2 separate regions of the Mus musculus genome follow, and region 1 is linked to region 2. A link is a contact called in public HiChIP or PLAC-seq data. All regions are on one chromosome and are shown on one strand. Each heading gives the region's core, a stretch centred on a gene start, on an enhancer-like site or on the middle of the called end of the contact. The rest is flanking DNA. Distances are from core to core; before and after follow the strand shown.

What was found. HiChIP or PLAC-seq counts read pairs in DNA pulled down with a chosen protein or histone mark.
Region 1: an HNF4G HiChIP or PLAC-seq map of pancreatic cancer cells shows a contact between it and region 2. The contact joins the promoter of Ly6a here to the promoter of Ptk2 in region 2. A contact is called at or near these places in 2 of 39 promoter capture datasets (the C10 cell line and liver) and 1 of 115 datasets of contacts at active chromatin or transcription factors (pancreatic cancer cells).

Annotation. Positions count from the first base shown.
Region 1 is chr15:74,993,962-75,000,877 of GRCm38.p6, reverse strand. It overlaps Ly6a (lymphocyte antigen 6 complex, locus A), which reads left to right and starts at 2,847. Exons shown (of 4, transcript NM_001271419.1): 1 at 2,847-2,999; 2 at 3,261-3,343; 3 at 4,310-4,426; 4 at 5,399-6,001. The coding sequence starts at 3,274. The coding sequence ends at 5,616. The region is part of intron 1 of Gm28068 (a long non-coding RNA gene); the gene reads right to left. Gm41348 (a long non-coding RNA gene) reads left to right here and starts at 6,431. Exons shown (of 2, transcript XR_875429.2): 1 at 6,431-6,916.
Region 2 is chr15:73,418,834-73,424,988 of GRCm38.p6, reverse strand. Ptk2 (PTK2 protein tyrosine kinase 2) reads left to right here and starts at 1,798. Exons shown (of 35, transcript NM_001358046.1): 1 at 1,798-1,980.

The DNA of each region.
Region 1 (6,916 bases), core at 1,598-4,097, 1.6 Mb before region 2:
ACAAAAAAAAAACACTTCCTGGTACAATGAACTTCCTGGTACAATGACAAGCTATTCCTAGAGACTAGGCTAACACGTATGACACAGCCCCATTCTTGTGTGTTCCCAAGACAGATGAGGGACAGTAGAGCATTGACTGTTGTGCTTAGAAAATGAAAAGAAGCCCGGAATGTGTTTGGTGGAGGCAGCTATGATGAGGGGGAAGGGGGTGCCACTGAGGCCCATGCTGAGGCATTCCTTTCCCCTGAGGTAACAGACATATGATGTGTAGAGTATAGAATAGCTTTTACTTAGGGCATGGGGAGGGGATTTGTTGTCCTTAGTGGAGATAGAGAAAGTGGGGGGGGGGGGGTAGAGGCCATGTGGAGAGAGAGGGAAAAGAGAATGGGGAGAAAAGGAACAGGGAGGAAGAAAGGAAAAAAGCAAAAGAAGACAGTGAGGAGGGCCCAAGCAGCCCATTTTACAGTGAGTCAGGCATCCCGGGATGTTGCTAGATAACTACAGGGCAGAGCCTAGAAGAAATGCTAATACTGCCTATACCCCTGGACAGCTCTCCTAGAGCACTGCAGGAGTGGGGATGTTCAGGACCCAAATCAGGCTTGGGCCTACTCAACTCCACAGAGACAAAAGCCAAGTCACGATAAAGCCAGTTAGGTTTCTGTTTCCCCACCAGAGAACTCTCTGCTTAAAAATCATGTGACTGGCAGTCTGATAACCTACCTGATACACTTGGAAGACCCCTGACCCAATGTGGCCCTTTCTAAATTACCCTTTTCCTCCCTGCCCCTGATTCAAGCTATATAATCTAGCCCCTTTATTTCAATAAAGGAGGTAACCTCCAACACAGTCTTTTGAATCATTTATGCCTACCATCCCTGCAACACCCTGCTCCCAGCTGCTCTGCATCCCAAGACCACAGCGCATGGGGGAGGGGCAAGTGGCATTGGGAGGAAGTACACTTAGTTAAAATGAAACCTGTGCTTTATGACTCTTGGTAGTGAGGAAAAAATATGTGACCCTGGCTAGTTAACACAGGTCATTCATTCTCTGAATAGGGGCATGGGCTTGGCTAAGGTTTGACCTATTGAGTGTGAGAATAGTCAGGCTTCAAGGTGAACTGGAAGGCAGGAGAGAGGGCTGGGTGTGTTTTTGTCTTGCATGAAGACTTCTCTGCAGAGGGCCTGGCTTCTCTAGCACAAGCCTGGCAACATCTGGTACCTCTAACTCTAAGATTACTCAAGTACACTGTAGCCCTCTCCCAGAAGAGTTAATGTGAGTGGTCTGTCAGTAGAATGGGCAGGAGTCCACCACTAAGGGAAGCTAGCTCCCCAACAATGGGGCTGGGTGGAAACTGGAGGACTCATGAGAATTCCTAGTTTAAGACTTTTAGAGAAACAGTGCACGGCACTGTGGTTATATGGCCTTTCCCTCCAAAGAGAAGGTGATGGCCCCGTTGTCATCCTGGAGTAGGGATAATGTTGGCCCAGGAGCCCTGGCAATAAATAGAGTCAGAAGAGCAAAACAGCAATAGGTCTGTGATAATGGGCAGAACTCTCTATACTCAGAAGGGAGGACTGTCACCTGGGGTTCCAGCCATGACTCCCTCCTGTTCTCCGCCAAGCACAAGTGGTCTCAGAAGATACTAGAATATAGAGGATACAGAGGATTTACTGAAAGAGGGACTCCGTGTACTGCTTTTATGATGGGGTGAGATTTGGTGGTGACTAAGCTGCTCAGAATTTATGCATATTCCTGTAAGTGACCTCACCCATCCTCTGGGGGAAAAAAAGCCTCATAACCTCATTGGGTGGTGACATTGGCAGGGTTTATCACTTGGATCTTTCCTTGCCGCTTTTTCTTTGTTTGCAGAGGCTTGCTGTCTCCTGCTCTTTCTTTCACATACACTTCTTCATGCATGAGCCAATACCGAGCACAGCATGTGACAGAATTAGAGAGACAACATTTCTTGCTTGCTCTCTTCCTCTTACCACTGTGCTGGGTTATGCGGTGTTGGAGGCAAACTGTTTGCTTATATGATATATTATAGGGTAAGAAGGAAGGGGTTTTTAGTGGTGCTCGGGCAGAGGCCATGGAGTGTAAGCAGCCTTCCCTGCTTAAGTGGGGTGCGCTCAGCTTCACTGATGCTGTGGTCCATTTTGGGACTCAGTTGTCCTGTGAGCACAGCTGTTCATTTGCTGTGGTATCATCTCAGGATGATTTCCAGCTCAGGTCTCTACCTCTGTCCAGCACACACAGCCCCATACATCCCCAAACACATCAGACACTGCTTGGTAACTTCCATCCCAGTTGCCAGTTAGTTCTTGCCTCAGGACTCTCACTTTGTGGATGCAAGAGCCTACTGGGGGCTTGCTCACCAGAGCCAGTCTTTAAGTATTTGTAAATTGTTTTCCTGCTTATAGGAAGGAGGGCCATTGGCTCTGAGCCACTGCAAACCATACCTTCTATTTAGACACAGAAAAAAGCCAGGTAGTGGAGGCAGAAGTATCAGCGGCTGTTGTGCACCCCTTTGATAGCTGTGTGTTGGAGCCAGCCTGTTCTACTGAGCAAGTCCTAGGACAGCCAAAGCTACACAGAGAAACTTTGTCTCAAAAAAAAAAAAAAAAGTCAAAAAAAAACCCAAAATAAACAAACAAAAAACACGAAGCTAAACAAAACAAAAACTAGTAAAGGGCTGAGCAACTTGACTTCTTCCCTTGCTTTCTAATTGGCAAGCACAAGTCAACTGTGGCCTCTGGCCCTCGGCCCTCTCAGTTCTCCTGCACCATGGTTCCTCCCCAACTGCTATAAATCTGGCTTGATCAGGTCACAAACAAATCTTGCTACCTCTTAACCAATAAACATGATGGCCTGGAAAAGGTTAAGTACTGAAACCCCTCCCTCTTCAGGATGCCAGCTGGGAGGAGCTGAAGGAAATTAAAGTACTTCAGTCCACATCTGACAGAACTTGCCACTGTGCCTGCAACCTTGTCTGAGAGGAAGTAAGGACTGGTGTGAGGAGGGAGCTGCTAGGTGACAAAGGGAAGAGCCCTCAGGATAGGGCTGGGGTTGGGAGTGTGGGATTAGGAAGGAAGAGCTGGGTGGGTGGTGGGTGAGAGAAGTAGGCAGACATGTATTCCTCAGGGAAAGCTGTGTGGAGGGTTGGAGGGAGGGAAGATCGGATGCCTGAGCTCTGTGAGAGCCCAGGGATGTGATTGGGGGTCTATTAATTGGCTCCAACTTCCAAGGTTTTATCTGTGCAGCCCTTCTCTGAGGATGGACACTTCTCACACTACAAAGTCCTGTTTGCTGATTCTTCTTGTGGCCCTACTGTGTGCAGAAAGAGGTGAGGTAGAAAATGAGAGAGGGGCAGAAGGATACAATGGAGATGGAAAAGGGCCTCAGGGTTGTGGGTACACCTACACTTCCATTGTGTGCCCAGTACCCGAGATGTGCTGGGGTCATGGGATTGGGAATGGGCTTGTGGTGGGTGAAGCCTTCTGTGGTGGGGTGCTTTACTGGGTCTGTAAACCTGTCAGAACCTGCCTTGCAACCATCACCACATACCAAAAGGACACGTGGAGCTCAGTATCTCTGCCACAGAACCTGGCCACCAGAGCAGCCTGTCCTTAGACTCTACCCTTCTGCACTGGCCTCCCAATCAGGACACTGGCCTGTGTGCACACAAACTGGAAGAGCCTTCTTTTTCTCCCCAGATGCCAAGTCAATGGATTTGGAATCCTTATTGCCTGGACTTTGACTTTTCCTTATGTCCCAGCCCATGCCACATGAGACCCAAATGCTATGCCTTCTGTACTCTAAGAAATTCTGAGCTCTAAGATACGCCTATACTTGTAGTTACATGTGTATTGCAGGAAGCCTCATGGTGAGCCTCAGCTTTAAGCTGACTCTGGGAAGTTCTGTGCTTTGTCATGCTCCAATACCCAGGGGCCAGCTCTGCAGGTGTAGGGTAGGACAGGTCAGAAGAGCCCTCTCTATTTGGTGGCCCCAGCATCTACTTACACACCCACTCACTGCTTCAGCGGACATTTGGTATCTATATCTTCCCAATATGGTGGCTGTCTCTTTAATATCTCTTGGGGTGCACATGTCTCCTGTGGGGCTGTGTAGCTGAGACAGCAGTACCAGGCATCTTTAAACAACAGTGGTTCTTGGTTCACTCTTGACTGAACAGTAATGTCCTTGCTCTGACCTAGCAGCCAGCAGCTGTGTGCAAGTAAAGACATTGGAGAGGAGGGGTCTGGGCTAGGAATTGCATGTACTAGCCCTCATGTATTGGCTTGTCTCTCAGCTCAGGGACTGGAGTGTTACCAGTGCTATGGAGTCCCATTTGAGACTTCTTGCCCATCAATTACCTGCCCCTACCCTGATGGAGTCTGTGTTACTCAGGAGGCAGCAGTTATTGTGGGTAAGTTCTTTGTGGCCTATATAAAGATGGCTGAGGGTGGCTTTGGAGAAAATGTCGAGTCTGGGCACTTGTTGTGGACCATGGTTCCCCTCCCCCCAAGTAGAGCTTTCCTTGTGTTGGAGGAGAACTCTTGCAAAGTGGGGGCTGTTGGGGTCCAGGGATGTGCTGGGATGTGATCATCAAGCAGGGCTGCCCATTGGCATTCACAGTGTTTATCATCCCATTTTGTTGCCAGTGTAGTCACGTGATGATCCTGCCTATACTTTAGGTCTATGGTCTCACTGGCTCACTGACAGACTAGGAGAGCTGGAAGCATCTAGTGAGTCTTTGCATATAATGAAGGAATCTGGAATGACTTAGGAATGTTGATAAAAAGAGATATTAGTACATATCAGATCCTCCAAAGTTTCTTTGGTTTCTAGGCATATCCTCAGATATACAAGGCAGGAGCAGCCCCACCCTGCTATCCAGTTTCCCTTCCCTGAGCATATCCTGCCTGTGTCCTGTCTCCTAGGAAATAATTGCCTGGAGAACTGAAAGAGTCTGAGATGCTGGTTGCCCTTTCTGCTGTGCCACTGGGCGATCTTACACTGGGCTGTGTCTTTGTGGTGTGTGCATGTGTGTGTGTCCATAAATGTGGGTACACATGTATGAACATATGTGATGTAATGTATACAAAGGTCAGAGGACATCCTTAACTACTGATCCTCAGGCATTGCTTGCTGTTTTATGCAAATGAGCCTTGGATCTCCAGAAACTGGAATTAGGAATGGTTGTGTGTCTCAGAACCAAACCCTGGGCTTCTGTAAGAGCAACAAGTACTGTTAACTGCTGAGTCATGTCTCCAACTCGTTTACTGAGACAAGATCTTTCACCAGGACCTAGGATTTGCCAACTATGCTGGGTGGGCCAGAGTTTGGGAAGCTCTGTTGTCCCTGCATAAGAAGTGAGTCACTCCCTGATTTCTTGCAGATTCTCAAACAAGGAAAGTAAAGAACAATCTTTGCTTACCCATCTGCCCTCCTAATATTGAAAGTATGGAGATCCTGGGTACTAAGGTCAACGTGAAGACTTCCTGTTGCCAGGAAGACCTCTGCAATGTAGCAGTTCCCAATGGAGGCAGCACCTGGACCATGGCAGGGGTGCTTCTGTTCAGCCTGAGCTCAGTCCTCCTGCAGACCTTGCTCTGATGGTCCTCCCAATGACCTCCACCCTTGTCCTTTTATCCTCATGTGCAACAATTCTTCCTGGAGCCCTCTAGTGATGAATTATGAGTTATAGAAGCTCCAAGGTGGGAGTAGTGTGTGAAATACCATGTTTTGCCTTTATAGCCCCTGCTGGGTAGGTAGGTGCTCTAATCCTCTCTAGGGCTTTCAAGTCTGTACTTCCTAGAATGTCATTTTGTTGTGGATTGCTGCTCATGACCCTGGAGGCACACAGCCAGCACAGTGAAGAGGCAGAATTCCAAGGTATTATGCTATCACCATCCACACATAAGTATCTGGGGTCCTGCAATGTTCCCACATGTATCCTGAATGTCCCCCTGTTGAGTCCAATAAACCCTTTGTTCTCCCAGCCAAGTTCTCCATTTTTCTTTTGCTACACTGAGTCTGCCAAGTCCTGCCTGCCAGTTCACATCTCTGCCCTTTCAGCCACCCACATTACCTCTCCCATGTTAGCCAGCTCAGAGTGGTGGACTGTGGGTCAATGGACTATGCACAGACGGTCTGGTCTCCAGTTGAGTTGAGAAGTAGAACCCCACATAATGTCCCAAGCTGCTTGCCTTCAGGCTAGACTCCTCCCCAGTTACCTAGCAACAACAAGATAACAGCCCACTATAAAAGGGGCTGCTTGGCCCCTCCTTGTCTCTTAAGCTTTTACTTTCCTTACTCTCCCTCTTACTCTAGCCTTTCTTCTCTCTCTCCTTTTCCCCCTCTCTTTCTACCTCTCCTCTCTCTCTCTTTCCCCCCTGCCTTTCTACAATCAAGCTCTAAAACCATAGACTGTCTTCTGTTCATCAAGGCCCACTGTGCTTGGACGATGGTATAGGCTTTCTCCTAATGAGCAGTGCCTAATCTCCCATCAGAAGACCTTACTGTGCTCCAGCCACAAACCAGACTTAAGACTCTCGCCTGCATGGGACCTCTCTCCCTCTGCCCTCCCTCCTGTATCTCTGGGGCCAAGAGTGTTGCCATGAGGCTCCTATTATGGGGGCTGCCCCTGTCCACCCCCCAACCCCCGCCGTGTGGGGTCAGTGACTTCAGAGCCAAGTCTAAAGCTTCAGGCAGTCATCCCGCGTCCACCTGCCCAGAGCACAGGAACTCTGGCTGGACATGGGCTCTCTCCCTCCCACCTCTTCCCCTACACCCACAGCCCAACAGTGTACCTCTTGGTTTGGGTGGGCTTCCGAAAGGGCTGATACTGGGGAAAGAGAGAGGGACATAAAGAGCACTGTTTCATCTGCAGAAGCAAAGGCTCTTGCTGAACCCA
Region 2 (6,155 bases), core at 549-3,048:
CTGATACTTTAAATAATAATCTCTCATTTTACACCATGCAAAGCTTCATTCACCCACTCAACAAATATTTACTGTGTGCCAGGGACTGCCTGGGGAACAAAACAAAGTCCCTGTTCTATGAATCTAGAAGTCCAGAGCAGAGACAATCGAGAGACGGACAAGAGCAGTGTTGAACTGTTCTGAACAATAGGTTTGGAGACAACAGGGTAAGCAGGCAAGGAGCCTAGATGGGAGCACACTCAGCAGGGCAATGGGTGGCTCGGGTTTCAAAGTAGTCAGCTGACATTACCGAAGTGACAACTAACATGGGGCCGAAGAAAAAGTGCTAGAGGTGACACAGAGACATAATCCCTTCTAATTTTAAGTGCAGAAAAACACTATAGGTTGGCTATTGTGACATAATCTGTAATCCCAGCACCAGAAGATGGAAGTAGAAAGAGCTGGAGTTCAAGGCTATCCTCAGCTACACAGAAAGTTTTAGTACAGCCTGGGCTACATGAAACTATATCTCAAACAAACAAACAAACAAACAAGAACGAAACAAAATAAAACTAGAGCTAGAGGGATCCCTCAGTGGTTAAGAGCACTTGTCTTTGGAAAGGTCCTAGATTCTATTCCCACACCAACATGGTGGCTGGCTCACGACTATCTCTAATTTCAGAAGAGATCCAATACCCTCTTCTGACCTCCACGTGCACCAGGCATGTGTGTGATACCCATATATACATTCAAGGAAAACACACAAGTACAATAAAATAAATAAATCTGGGAGAGAAAAAAAAACCCCCAAACATAACCACCACTACTAGTTCAAATCCAAGTTTAATACACTTCATTAAAAAAAACAATAAAAAAGAAACACTAAAATATGGCAAAATCTCGACAACTCAAAGCGTTTTATTATACCTGAGTAAATTACAGCTCCCAGGTATGTAGTGGTTGGTGGTTCTGTGTTCACCTTTCACTGCCTGTCCTGCTTGCTCGTTGGCTTGTGGTCGAAGATCAAAATGACACCATTAAAAATGAAAGTTCCCCGCTTCTGGTTTCATTTCCTACCGCAAGGATGCCAGTGATTTTTTTCCTTTTTTTTTTTCAGAGATCACAAATCAGTCACCACTTCCTGCTTAAGACTCTCCGTAGGGTTGCTGCACAAAAACAAACTCAGGGAAACTAGGCACGGCTCGGAAGGACAGGGCCACCTGCTTGATTCAGGCAAAGGTGTCCCCCCAGTCTCACGTTTCGTGGTAAGTTCCGCGCTGGAACTGGCTCTTAAGCCAGCAGCCATCCACAGTGGCTCTCCCGTTCTGGCCCTCCTGTCCACCCAGTGTCCCCGAAAGGCTTCCCCAGTCTTAAGATCTACAGGGGCTGCGGGAAGGGGCTGGAATGTGAGTGGCCCCAGGCACTCCTAAACGATCTTTCGGACCGTCTTCAGAGATCCATTAAAATACTCTCTGTGCCTCAGTTTCCCCATCTACAGAAAGCCCATGAACCTCTATTGAAGCGGTGAAGCCTGGAGAAGATCAGGGCCGGCGTGTGTGCGGCTAAGGATCTCCTGTGACCGTGAGGGACCCAGGCCTAGTCCGCAGACCCTGGGGCGGCCACAGGGGCCACCTCGTCATCCCGGAACAGCGCTATCCGCGGACGACGCCACGCCCGCACAGCTGGGATACACTTTACTAGGAGCCGGGCGCGCCGGACTGCTCTGCGCAGGCGCGGTCCGCACTGCGCAGGCGTAGAGCTCTGCGCTGAGGTGAGGCATTGCGCGCCGCGAGGTGTGGGCGCGCGCTCCCCAGCCACGGCGCACGCGCGGGCCCGCGCCGACTCAGCACGGCCCGAGGGCGCGAGCCCGCCGTCACCGCTACCGCCGCCGGCCGGACCGCCGTGCGCCCGGCGTGCGCGTGGGAGAGAGCACGGCTGCCGGTGCCGGCGCCGCCCCGCTGCCTTCTATCTGCCTCAGCCTCGCGCGCCCAGTGGTGGCCGGTGAGTGCGGGGCTCGGGCCGCGGCCGCGGAGGCGCGGGCTCAGGGCGTTGGGCGGCGCGGGCCGCGGTGCGGGCTTCGGCGGACACGGCCCCCACCGCGCCCCGGCCTCGCTCCTCGTCAGGCCGGGCCCCGAGGGCTGAGGAGGCCGCGGGGCTGGGGCGCGAGAGGCCGCGGGGTCCGGGACGGCGGGGCGGGCGCGGCGGGGACCGGGAGGCCCGAAAGCCGAAAAACAAAAGAGGTGGCAGGCGGAGTGCTGAGCAGCCGCGGGGTGGCCGGCGCGGGGCTTCCAGTGCGACCGCACGAACCCCGGAGTCATTGTGCTGTCCAAGTTCCCTCCGCCCCGACCCAGCCCCGCCACGGCGCGCTGCCTGTCCCCGCCGGTCCTCGCCGGCTGCTTTTGTGGCACCGCTCGGAGGAGCGATCGTGTCTGTGTGCGCACTTGTGTCGTTTAATTGTAAGGTTTATTTTATTTTATTTTAATTTTTTTTTTGCGGAGAAATGCGCCGAGGAGAAAGTTGCTTTTTGAAAGCCATTTCAACAGTGTCTCATTCTTGCATAGTTAGACTGCAGCTGGGTGTTTGGCAGTGGGACCAAGATAATAGCAATACTGTAATGATTATGGGAACTGGTTGAAATAGGTTGGAGCTGAAGGCACTGCAAGAGTTTGCGGGTTCGTTTTAAATCTGACCAGCGCTGGCATTTCTACTTAGAATGGAAGCTTTATCATGGTTGTGGTAATGGGTTATTACTACTTGAAGTGAAATAGCAGCGCCTCACTGTGTGTGTGTGTATTTATAAACTGAGGAATGAAAAGTCTCCTTTCAAAGACAGGTCTCTGAACAGTGACCTGGGACAGAAGTATTGTGAATGCAGACATAAAAAGAGCTAGTTCATCTAACATTAGCATTCTCCGAATTTTTGTGGAGATACACTATAGATAATATTTCCACTCAGTGATACTGTTGAGTTTCGTGTAGTATTTAAACGTGAACTTTTTTTTTTTTTTCCTGGGTATGAAACACCAGGGCTTCCCACGCGGTTCGTGCTGGTCCACAAAGCCACGCCCCCAGTCCTAACAGGAAACTTTAAGGAACGTGGACATGGTTCCCAGTATTATTATGAATTTAGTTTTATATTTGTGGCTGTTGTAAGTGGGCCGATCCCTGGCCTCCTTTTAAGACACTTGAGCTTATTAAAAGGCTACAAGAGTACATTTTCCTGGAAAGGATCTTGTTAGGGACATTGCCATATAAGCTAACTTATACGTGATCTACAGGCAAAGGTGGCTTCTGTTTGGGAGGGACCCACAAGTCACAGCTTTTAGGACTGTGTGGCTCAGGAAGAGATGATGCCTGGACAGGTAAGTCCTTTTGGCTCAAAATCCATAGTGTGGGGCCAGGACAGCTTTGGCAAGCTCCCTAGAGTAGATGGGACCTACTGTGTTTGAGGCTGGCAGCCCACTAAACAAGGAAGTGTTGGGGGTGGAGTTCCAGCAGTAGCTGTGAAGGGTGGGAGGAGGCAGCACGGAGGAAGCGGGGTATGTGAAGTAGTTTGGAACTCTAATCCTGTTGTTGGAAATTACATAATCCCCCAGTCCTCAAAACCCTGTTCTGGAGCTGGTTAGATAACTCTTCTCCATAGGAATTGGGAGATCTAAAAGACATTTGTAGGCTGGGCAGTTAGCTCTTTGTGTGTTACGTGTGAAAGGCTCGGAGTTTGAGCAGTGGCACAGTCCTTCCCTCAGAATATAAAGAGGTGTTAACCCGAGTTGCTTTAAAGATGATTGAGCATGTAGAAGAAAGGATTTTATATTACACTGTATAATGCAATAAAACTAGTTTTGACATCATTGCCCTTTCTTGGGATGTTAATTTGAGTAAGAGAAGTAGGAACTTTGTTCACAGAAATTTTGAGTCGACTCGCCCCTTAGGTCTTAATTTTGAGAAAATAATTAAAAATGAATTACAAAAGATGTGGCTCAACATGTTCATATAGTGTGCAAATCTTTTTAGTTTGCATTAGACATTTTCGGTTTAGATGAATTTTTACCTGGGTCACTTCTTGTTTTAAATTCAGTCACATTAAAAGTTAATTTTTTTTCATTATTTGTGTGTGTGTATGATATGTGTGCAAGTTGGCGTGTACCTCAGTGCAAGTGTGGAGGTCAGAGCAACTTTGTGGAGTTGCTTCTTGCCTTCTACCAGAGGTTGAATTTAAGTTGCTGGGCTTATTACAGCCAAGTGCTATTTCCTGTGGTGCTATCTTACCAGCCTGTAGTTGTCGTCGTCGTCGTCATCATCATCATCATCATCATCATCATCGGATCATCATTGCTGGTGGTAGCAGCAGTGGTGGTGATGATAGTCACTACAATTGGAGAAGCATATAGGGAGTGTGGCTCAGTGGTAGCAAGTGTTCATGAAGCTCTGCGTTTGAGCCCTAGCACTGCAAAGATCAAAATAATCAGACAATTATGGTTTCTGTGGGCTTTGCTTTAAATCTTGGAGTCTACCACTTAGAATACATATTTTTGTTACCATTTCCTCTACTAAGATTCCTAAAATAATCAGCAATAAATTGTTATTGGAATCTTTTTCTGATACTTTTAGAATTACTTAAGTTCAAGAAATTTAAAAGGCTGGCAGTTAATGGCTGTGTTTTTTGTGTGTGTTGGTAGTGATAAATTCCAGGGACCTTAAGAGTACAGCTGTCAGCCTCCTCCCGGTCCCCTGAGACACACTGGTCTCACTAGACTACACTGAGAAGGTGTGTTTGACCACTGTCTCTGAACTGTATTAATAGTGGATATTTGAGCCTTTTTGGCTTTGTTCCTCTACATCATTTTGGCAAAAAGTTTATGACTTAAGGAAGAAAAGCAGCCTCATGTACAAGAAATGAAATTTATATATCTCAGTTTCTGGTACTAATTTCTAGGAATTATGATAGATCGTATTTAAAATCCCTTAAAGGCATTGCTGATTATAAAGCCTACTACCTATAATTCTTAAAGATTTTATCTTTACTGGGTTCTAGTATGGAAATATAATTCGGAGAATTCTGTATGATTCAGCGTTCAGTTTAAGTGGAGTTTAGTGGGTGCTGTTGTATCTAATCTGCAATCTTGGAACTGGGAAATAGAATTTGTGTGTGCTGCTGGAGCTGGAAGACAGCATTACTAGTGTTGACCAGAGTTTACGGACATGAAGATGTTTCCTTATCAGCCTTAAAATTAATTAAAGTAGTTCTATGTGGAACTTGCTGATGAATACTTCCCCTTGCTGGAAAGAAAATGACTGGAATCATCTTATAATAGGGGAGTGATCTTACCACTGGGCCCCTGTGAGTGTCACTGCCTTCTGGGGAAACCTGGGAGAGTTTCTCCTCCTTCCCAGCCTTGGATGGGGATTTTGCTTCAATGTTATTCCTATGAGAACTGTTGGCCTGCAGGTGCTGTAGCACCCCTAGTGTACACAGAAGACCTGCATGTTGAAGTTCAGAGTAACTTGTGGGGGTCACCTGGCTCATATTGGTAGCTCTGGAGGGGAAATGGCCACCCAGGGCCTGCAGGACTGGACAAAGCTTAACTGGTTTTCAGAATGTGAGTGATGGTACCTGGGAAGTTTAGATAAGTAGATTCTGTCTTGGCACTTTCAGAACCAGAGCTTCTGACTTAAACAGCACAATATAGACTAGCCATTGAGTGTATCAGAGTTTTGGTTATTTGGAGTCAGTTAAGAATTAGTTAAATACAGATATATAAGGGTGGAACAGTGCTTGATGGTGCTTACTTGTTTTAGTAGCTGACACAGCCTCGAGGGTTTCTGCGAGTGATTGTTCTTGGATTAATGTGTATAAGGGGAACAGTTTATGGAAAGCAAAGAGGCAAGGCATGAGCTTCCCTGTGTAGTAACTCCCAGAAATTTTCCTTCCTTCCTTCCTTCCTTCCTTTCTTTCTTTCTTTCTTTCTTTCTTTCTTTCTTTCTTTCTTTCTTTCTTTCTTTCTTTCTTTCTTTCTTGAGATAGGGTTTCTCTGTAGTCCTGGCTGTCCTGGAACTCACTCTGTAGACGAGGCTGGCCTCGAACTCAGAAATCTGCCTGCCTCTGCCTCCCAAGTGCTGGGATTAAAGGCGTGTGCCACCACCACCTGACTGGTTCCCAACATTCTCAATGTTAA